Linked DNA regions of Zea mays: region 2 is linked to region 1. A link is a contact called in public Hi-C data. All regions are on one chromosome and are shown on one strand. The core of a region is the stretch at or near the end of the contact, and the rest is flanking DNA. Distances in the headings are between cores, read along the strand shown.

The links. A called contact is a pair of places that touch in the nucleus more often than the background predicts.
Region 2: a Hi-C map of leaf shows a contact between it and region 1, with 4 times the contacts expected there. The contact joins the promoter of LOC103630408 here to the promoter of LOC103630405 in region 1. A contact is called at or near these places in 2 of 25 Hi-C or Micro-C datasets (ear and leaf).

What each region holds. Positions count from the first base shown.
Region 1 is chr6:160,691,376-160,695,832 of Zm-B73-REFERENCE-NAM-5.0, reverse strand. LOC103630405 (protein TRANSPARENT TESTA 1) reads right to left here and starts at 2,346. Exons shown (of 2, transcript XM_008651459.4): 1 at 1,251-2,346; 2 at 1-496. The coding sequence starts at 1,937. The coding sequence ends at 5.
Region 2 is chr6:160,967,891-160,972,347 of Zm-B73-REFERENCE-NAM-5.0, reverse strand. LOC103630408 reads right to left here and starts at 2,201. Exons shown (of 4, transcript XM_008651461.4): 1 at 1,745-2,201; 2 at 1,177-1,658; 3 at 766-1,078; 4 at 1-637. The coding sequence starts at 1,864.

The sequences.
Region 1 (4,457 bases), core at 1,097-3,596:
TGTGTCATGCATGGGACGTCCATGGCGCTCCCTGATCGAAGCGTATGATCATTCGGTCCAAGGGCTGCTTGTTGATCAGCGGCACGGGCACAGGCGCCTGCTGCTGCTGGTGGTGGTCGGGCGTGACGGAGCAGTGTCCGCCTCCAAAGGAGCGGACGTGGTCGTTGAGGGAGCGCTTGTGCTTGAAGTCGGAGCCGCAGGCGCAGAACCAGCGCTTGCCGCAGTTCTTCTCGTGCGTGCGCCAGTCGCCCTTGACGGCGAAGGGCTTGGCGCAGCGGCGGCAGGCGAAGCGCTTGTCGCCGTGCTTGCGCCTGTAGTGCGTCTGCAGCGTGCGGAAGTCCTTGAGCGGGCGCGCGCGCGGGTGCGCCACGCCGTTGCGGCACCCCGGCGCGCAGCAGTAGCACGGCAGCTTGAGCAGCGCCAGCGTCGCCGCCTGCGTGCCCCTGAGCGACTCCGGGCCCTTGCGGTACTCGCGCCCGTGGCCCCACATGTGCATCTGCACACAACATGCATATATGCATGCATATATATCGTCGTCATGCGTCGTCGGCGTTGAGAACTTGAGATGATGTCGTATGTATTACAGTAGTAGATACATGAATAATGAAGTTAAGTAAACGACGAATATATATGTTCCTCTTGCAGCACTAGAACGTACGTGTTTGTCCCTGTCATCATGTTGGAGACAGTGAAGGGAAAATGTGTGTGAATGAACTAGGATATGTCGGCAGAGAGCTAGGTACTAGCTGTATGTAGTGGGGTTCAATCAGTTAATTCCCTCTCTCTCTAGCTTTTTCGTTTGATTCCTTGCGGCCGGGTACACATGAAACACTTGCTAGGTCGTCATTCAGCAACTAAACTTGAGCATGCAAGTAGCTAGCTAGGAGATGCCTGCTAGTGCTAGGAGATGCATCTTCCAGACCCCGCGCGCTGCAAGGCGAGGCAATATATAGCTAGCTACTTTCCCCATTAGAAAAGGAAGCTCTCGTACAAATTTCTTTGGAATATGGATGATCCTCATGCTTCAATTATTAGAGGCGCAGCTGCTGGGGACAGGGTAATTTAGAATCTTAGATTCTAAATGCGTTTTAATTTTGATCTCTCTCTCTCTCTCAGCGAGAGAGGGGAAAAAAGCATTCAACACGATTGGAAACTAAACCGAAAATAACTATAGTCTGATTAATTGACGACGTCGAAGATGAGATAAAGAGAGGTATAGAGCAATTAAAAGCTAATAATTAACAAGTCACCTGCATGTTGTTGTATCTGTTGAATGTCTTGCTGCAGACATGGCACATGAACTGCACCGGGCCGACGAGGATCTGCGCCGGAGTCGGGATCCAGTACCGCCGGCCGCGGCTGCCGACGAAGCTCTTGATACCCTCCTCCTCTCCCCCGGGCCGACGTTGCTCTGCTTCACCAGCTGCTTCCATCTTGCACTTGTTGTCATGTTCGCTTGCCTTCTGGTCCTCTTCCTCCAGCTCGAAATAATCCTCATCCTGCTCGTCATCTTCATCGTCCATGGGCGCCTCTTCAGAGCTCATGCTGTAGCCCCCACCAGCACCACCACCAGTCGCCGGCAAGCCGATGGTCAGGTGAACACCGGCGCCGGTACGACTCTCCTCTCCCCGCGCGCCGGTGGTGGTGGTGGTGGTATTATTATTGCTCAGCTCTTCTTTGACAGGACTATGGTACTCGGGAGTCCTTGCCCTCCCTTCGAGCCTACCAAGAAGCGGCAAGCACATCGTGGCGTCGCGCTCCTCGTCGTCGTCGTGGCCGCCAGCAACGGCGGCTAATAATCGGTCCATCGATGATGGCGTTGAGAGCGTCATCGTCGTCCAGCAGGACGTCGACGGCGACGACCGTGGCTTGAGCCACTCGTAGTACGGCACGCTGAAAGCACCCTCCATTATCGCGCAAGCCCGCCTCACCACCATATATAGATCAGTTTGCTCCTCACGATATATATGCCTCTCGGGGCCGGCAAGCGCAACAAGCTAGTGTGCGCGCGCGGCTGCTTTATATCTCTTGGCCTGGTGTATGTGATGTGCCGGGTTTGGTGGTGTGGAGAAGAAGGAAGAAGGGAACGAGCGAGGCCGTCTATGTCAAGGCGTGCATGTCACGGCCGGGACGAACGAAGAAGAAAACGGGGTGCGGGGGTCGTCGGAGAGGGAAATGGCGAGGTTGGTGCGCCGTTGGTGTTGCTCTCCTTATATGCATGCATGATGCCCTTTTGGTGCGTGAAGGGCTCAGGTACCACGTACGCGGCCAGTGTCGACGCACACGCACACGAGGTGAGCAAGGGCATCGGCGATGATCTGGGCATCGGTATGTGATGCCTAGAGCACGACAGGCGGCCCGGCCGGGGCCATCATGTTGGGGTTAGTTGGTGCTCTCTATACGACTGTGCCATGCGTGGTACTGATCGAGCTTTCCACAAGGGGCCGGGGGAAGTACTAGCAGGTTTTTGGGAATGTGACGAGACGATGGCGGCTATCTGCCCAGCTGCGAGAATACGTGTGCCTACTGCTTACCAACAACCTACTACTATATTGCTATTGGGATACAATTCGTTTTTTTAAAACGCGACTAGATATATGCCGTGCTTTAATTTGTGTTAGAGCAACTTCAAGAGAGTGCCTCATAATTGTGCCCATAAATTTGAAAAACTGGCTTGATTTGGAGAAAATAGGGCCCAAACTAAATAGTAATCGAAATTTACCGCACATCTATAGCGGCCTATCATGGCTTGTCACTTAGATGAATATATTACAAAATCTATAAATATAACTATATATATATATATATATATATATATATATATATATATATATATATATATATATATATATATATATATATATATATATATATATATATATATAGCCGGATTGTTCCGTGCCATTCGTCCCAAAAATATAATCTGTTTCTTCGTCCCAAAATATATTTAAAAATCTATAAATATAATTATATAGATAATTATGTAGTAAACTAGCTAGACTATATATTAGCTAGGGGTGTTTGGATGTCTCCATCTAAGCGTAGCTAATCGTTGAACTATTAGTTGCTCTGTTTGGATATCTCTAGTTAATTTTAGCAACTAATTATTAGATCTAGTGCATTTAAACACGTCCTAATGCCTTGTTTGAAACCCCCTAGAGCTAATAGTTAGCTAGCTAACAAATTATTAGCTGGGTTTAGCCAACTAATGAAATAATTGTTAGAGCTAGGTTCCAAACATTGACTAATTAAAGTCGCATTGGGCATGCTGAAGGAGTTAAATAAATTCACATCAGCGATACTTCATCAATCACCCCGATCGAACAAGCGCTGGTTGAAAATCCAACATATTATTCGAGCGTGGTTTTTTTTTTCCAATTTTCATCATGATGAGGCGCCAAATATTCAAGTCGCCGGTCGTCACCGACGCATATCTGTGCAACTTTAACCGCTTTTTTTTTACTTATTAGAACACAAGCCAGAGAAATAGACTTCGTCAAAAAAGCATATACACGAACGGACAGTCAGCTCGTTTGACATATGGGTGCATCAGTGCATGTGTATGAGTACCAGAGACCACCAGTCCCCTCACGCCAGCTAGCTAAATCGTCTAGCGCGTATATATACATGCTCACATGCATGCATGCATATGTGTAAAAGGCCGAAACTGAAAAGGGCGGGGCCAGCTGAAAAATCTGTCTGTGTATGTGTATGTGTATCTATATAAGTGGGTCGCTCTAACTTGGTGAGCTATATATGTAGGGTGGTGGGTGGGGCCCCTCCTTTCGAAGTGGAGCTGTGGAGGTCGCAGTACCGTGCGCAGTGGTAGCGTACGTGCTGGTGGACGACCGGTGAACGGAGTGACGGAGGCCAGCCGGCGATCGGGCCGGGCCGGGAGAGCAGACGTCAAAGTCGATCGGTCAGGGAGCGCGCGTCAACCGGCGTGGGTGTGTGGTCGCCATTGGATGACCGACCCGGCGTGGTAGCTAGTACTAGTAGCTTTGGCCGCCGGGGTGTTCCGTCCCGTGTCCGTGGGTAAGAACCGTGTGTCAACCGGGTCGGCATGGCATGCCGCATGCAACCGTGGGCTTGGCCATGTCGAGCGGCCATAACGGCCCAGCAAGGGTGGGCGGGACGCGGCCCTATCGGTACGCTGGGAAGGGAGGAAAGCGCCGCCTTTTTTTCGGCCCAGGCCCCCAAGGATACGATAGGTGCGCTTGGCGTCGTATCGGACCAGTCAGGTAGTGTGTTGGGCTGCTACCACAATAACCAAAAGGGACCACCGAATAGGGGTTAAATATTTGTCATTACAGTTGGGGGAAAAAAAAACGTTCGCAAGATTACCATCATATCAGAGTATCAGACATACATTCCATAGACTCAAATAGATCCATATTTTATGGATAGACTTAGGTAGACACATATTTTTTTTGAAACAAGCAGGCAGGAGTTCTGCC
Region 2 (4,457 bases), core at 952-3,451, 280 kb before region 1:
GGGCCTCTAGCACCCCTCCTACATCTTTGTTTGATGATTGATGAAGTTGTGTATCAAGCTGGTTATCGGTATGGTTATGAAAGCAAGAGGAGCTCCATTCTGAGACTTCGCTTTTAGGAGTATCACTTAGCTGGCTCCCAACTGATGATGTGTTTATGTATTGCTCAGAAGATCGAGCATTCACATGGTAGCTTGAACCACTGTCTGAACTTTCATCTCCTTGACCATTTCTATGTCCTGCATTTAGTCTGCTACCACAGCTTCCTTGTGGTGGTAGAGCTGATTTCCCAAGATTATTGCCACTTCCTTCAGGATAGCTTTTAGTTGTCAGCACATCCTTCCTAACCTGCAGTTCTCCGTGGCTTGAAATTACTGCTGCAGCAGTCACTACACAATCATGACCAAACCCATCAAATTTCCGGTGTTCAGTAACACTATCTTTGGCTACATTTTGGGGCAATTCTGAAACAGGGCCATTTGGTAGACATTCAGAGGGGTCGTTGATGCAATGGAAATTATTGTCACTTGATCTTGCCTGTTCACAAACCACTTCTTTATCTACAACCCGAGCAGTTTCCCTCCTCCCACAAGCATTTTCAGCCTGATTTAGCTTGTTGTTTAATAAGTTAACATTATCCTGGAAGTTGGAGAGCAGAAATGAGTGGACAATATGAAAATATTAGCTCATTTTATTTTTTATACAGTCAAATGAAAGAACTTCGTATTAAGTAAAATGTTTCATATCTGAAAAAGGAAAGTGTGTACCATAACTGAATCCCGGCTCAGGCTGAATTTCTCCTCCCACTCCCTCTGAGCATTTTCTTGAGCCTCGAACTGTCCAATTAGCTCAGCCTGCTTCTCGAGTACCCTCTCCATCTCCCCATCCTTCTCATATACCATGGCAAGATCATCACGATCCTCCCCTCTTCCATTACTAGAAGAGCCATGCCCATCTTGGTTCACCTCGCCATCAACATCAGCCGGTTGATCAGTGCAAACAGTACAATCTGATCTCTCCTGCCCGTCCTCCGTGCTCTCCACTGCATTGTCGTTGCCCTCCTCTTCTTCTGTCTGAGATCTGTCAATCAGAAGAGCATGTGTGTGAGTGTGCCAGATAATTGCACAATAACATGCCAGCAATTGGGATGGAACTTGAGCAATGAGCAACGCCCGGACCTCAGCTCCTTCCTCTTGATCTTCCGGCAAGACTGCCCTGGGTGGTACTTGGGCGACGAATCCGCGGCGCGGCAGTAAAAGTAACCCCTCCTGTGGCCGTGGCCGTGGCCGTGCCTCTGCCTTAGCTGCCTGCCCTTGTGCTGTTGGTGCTGCGGCCGCCGCCTCTCGCATTCGGGGCTCGCGGCGCGGCCCCTCCACGACAAGCCCCCGGCCTGAGCAGCAGAGGCAGCAGCCGCCGCCGCCGGGGCTCCCAGCTCCGACCCCGACAGCGCGTCCTCCGCTGCATTCCCGCCGCCTCCGTCCCTCTCGACGGCATTGGGATCGCCCGTGTCGGCCTCGTACTCTGAGCCTGAATCGTCCGCGGCGTCGGAGAGGCGGCCGAAGCCCTGGGAGTCGAGGATGGCAAGCACCTCCGCGGCCGCCCGCTCCGCCTTGCGCCGCTGCGCCGTCACCGTCCGGAGCTGCTCCTCCAGCTCCACAACCTGCACTGCGGCGACGGGCTCGGTGACTATTGACTAAGCCGGGAATGCGAGGAGGCAGGAAGCCAACGAAATGCGCGCGCATTTACCCGCTTGGCAAGGTGGTCGGCCCGCTCCTTGGCGGCGCGGGAGACGGAGCGCTCGGAGAGGAGGCGCGCGCGGAGGAAGTCGATGGTCATGGCCGTCGTCGCGTCCGCCGCCATCCCCATTTGCCGAACCCGCGTGGTGTAGTCTAGCGGACTCCGAAGCCGCGCACCCGCGCCGCGCGTCCAGTCCTCAGTCCTCAGTCCTCACCGCGGCATCCCACTCTGCTTTAGTGCTTTCTTCTCATCTCAGGACTCAGGTCTCGGGAGACTCGTGCTGTCAGTCGCATCCAAAGCGACGCGACGCGACGCGACGCGGAGGCGATGAAAGCCTACCCTTTGGCTTTTGCCAACCACCCGCCAGCGTGCCGCGTCCGGTGTGGTTGTGGGGTGCCCTCGCCATGTACTCACGTGCTGCCATGAATCCGTGATGACTGTGGTAGTGTGGTGCTTGTGCTTCGAGTCCTCGGCCGGTTGGCGGTTGCCCGGCTGGACGCCTGGACCCTTCTGATTTACGCCGGGCCGGCTCTAGGTTTTGCAGAGTTAAGGCCAATCTTAGGTTAATTTTGAACTTCACTTTACAAACAATACTAAACAATATTTCTACAGTTCTGCGTCTTCTATTTTACACAGTCCACTGAAGATAATCTTAGTGTTTGTTTGGTTAGACTGTGGTTGTGAAAAACAACTGCTATCTTTACTATTTCTTAAGAGGCCAAGGAGGACGTCCACCACCACCCTCACCACGCGGCTCCACCCTCCTCCCCCGCTAATCACCACGTCACGCACGCGACACCGTCTTCGTCCCCCCACCCCCGCTAATCTCGCCGCGGCATCGATGGCTCCGCCCTCGCCCTCGCCCTCCCCCCCACCTGTCCACGCCCGCTGTCTCGGGGGTCCTGCATCGCCGCGGCGGTAGTGGTCGGCGTAGCACTCGACTGCTTGTGCGCGTTTCTCTACCCCACCGGCCTCTTCCCTCGTGCCCCCGACTCCGCCAGCCATTGGCCCCGCCAGGTACAATACCCGTGTTTCTGCTTCTTTTGATCCCGTTCTGTTCGTTGGGGGGCAGGAGATCTGAAGGTTTGGACGGGGATCAGTGAGTATTCCTTGCTCCCCGACTCGCCCACGATCTCCATGAAAGGCAGTCTGTGTGATCCACGCGATTCCCGAAATCCACACTCCACTGTCGATCGACCTCTCCCCCGTGCTCCTTCATCAATCTCGTCCGCCGCGCCCGCCGATCCCCGAGATCGCGTTGATCCGCCATTCTCGCGCCCTCGCCTCGACACGCGCTCACCACCGGCCCTCGCCAACCTCTGCCCGCGTTCCCCACACCGCCCTCCGCCCCATCCGTAGCACGCGGGCTGCAGCTGCCCCATCCTGCTGCAATACTGATTTATTTACTGTTCTTAACAGTCATTTGTGATTCGATTTCATACGACTCTATTCTTCAGTTCTTGATGCACTATTACATGCTGTGTTTTGTGATAGATGACTGGACAGTGGTATATCCCATATATAATGTATGTCAATAGTTGCTTGCAGCTTGGAGCTCGCTTCTGGTGCATACGGGTGTATTGCATGATTGCCTTGTAGTATGTGACTTCCATTTGATCATTTTTGCACGCTAATGTTACTTTTGTGCGTGTTCTGGAATCTATATCTTGTTTGTTTTCCTTTCATAGCTAATTAATGCATATAATATTAGAGTGATTATGTCAACTGTTTGCAAAATCACAATCGGTACTGATTTCCTGTATATGGGCACAAGATCTCTTGTAGATTGATTTTTTAAAAGAAAACTTAAAGACACCATTTCAACTCCTCTTACCCACTCTTGACTATATACTTTTAAGGTATGTAAGCCTCTTTAACATTTTAAAGATGCTAACAAGAGTGTAGAGTGGCAATTAGTTAGGGATGGCGACAGCCGATTAGTACTTATATATCTCAATATATCTTTCTTATAAAAATGAGGTAGCCAATTAGATCATGAGAGAATATGCTAGGTGTGCTTGTATATGACATGGGCTTAACAAACTTGATAAGCAAATCACTCAGAGAAACCAAACGATTTAGCTTAGTAGCTACATCCCAAATAGTGACCATTCCTTTCTTTGAAGCACAATGATTATCACTCTGTTGAAGAAACCACAAGTATTGCAATCATTTTGCTCTGTTTTATCTGCCTGCAGCCATGCTCTGCGACCTGTCACAAATGCTGTCACAGTGAAGTAGTTTTGGGATGACTTACCTATGTTTATTCACAATATTGCCAACAATTTATGCGCACCTCCCCCACCACTATGAACCACTTCCTTGTAGCTGCAAAGTCTTATTTGAGTCAATAAAATACAATATTCCATATTGTGTATGTATAATGTTTTTTATAAAATTTGGAACTCAAAAAGTTGTTTAGTCTGAGACGGAGAAATCAACCATTTTAGATCTGGCATTTCAAATAAAAACAATATAGAAAAGAGGAAAATTTCTAGCATTTCAAAGGGGGCCTAATCTATTTTAGGAAGCGTAATGCTTCAGCCATAATTATAGGCAAGTATCCAACAACAACCACAGGTACATGCTGGGTGGGAATTTTTATGCCTTACGGTCACTCTGTTGAATTTCATGGGGTTTGAAGACCTAGAATGGGATTTAAGGAAATCTGGATATTTGTCCAACACGTTTCTAGATCTATTGTTAAATGAGAGTGATTTTG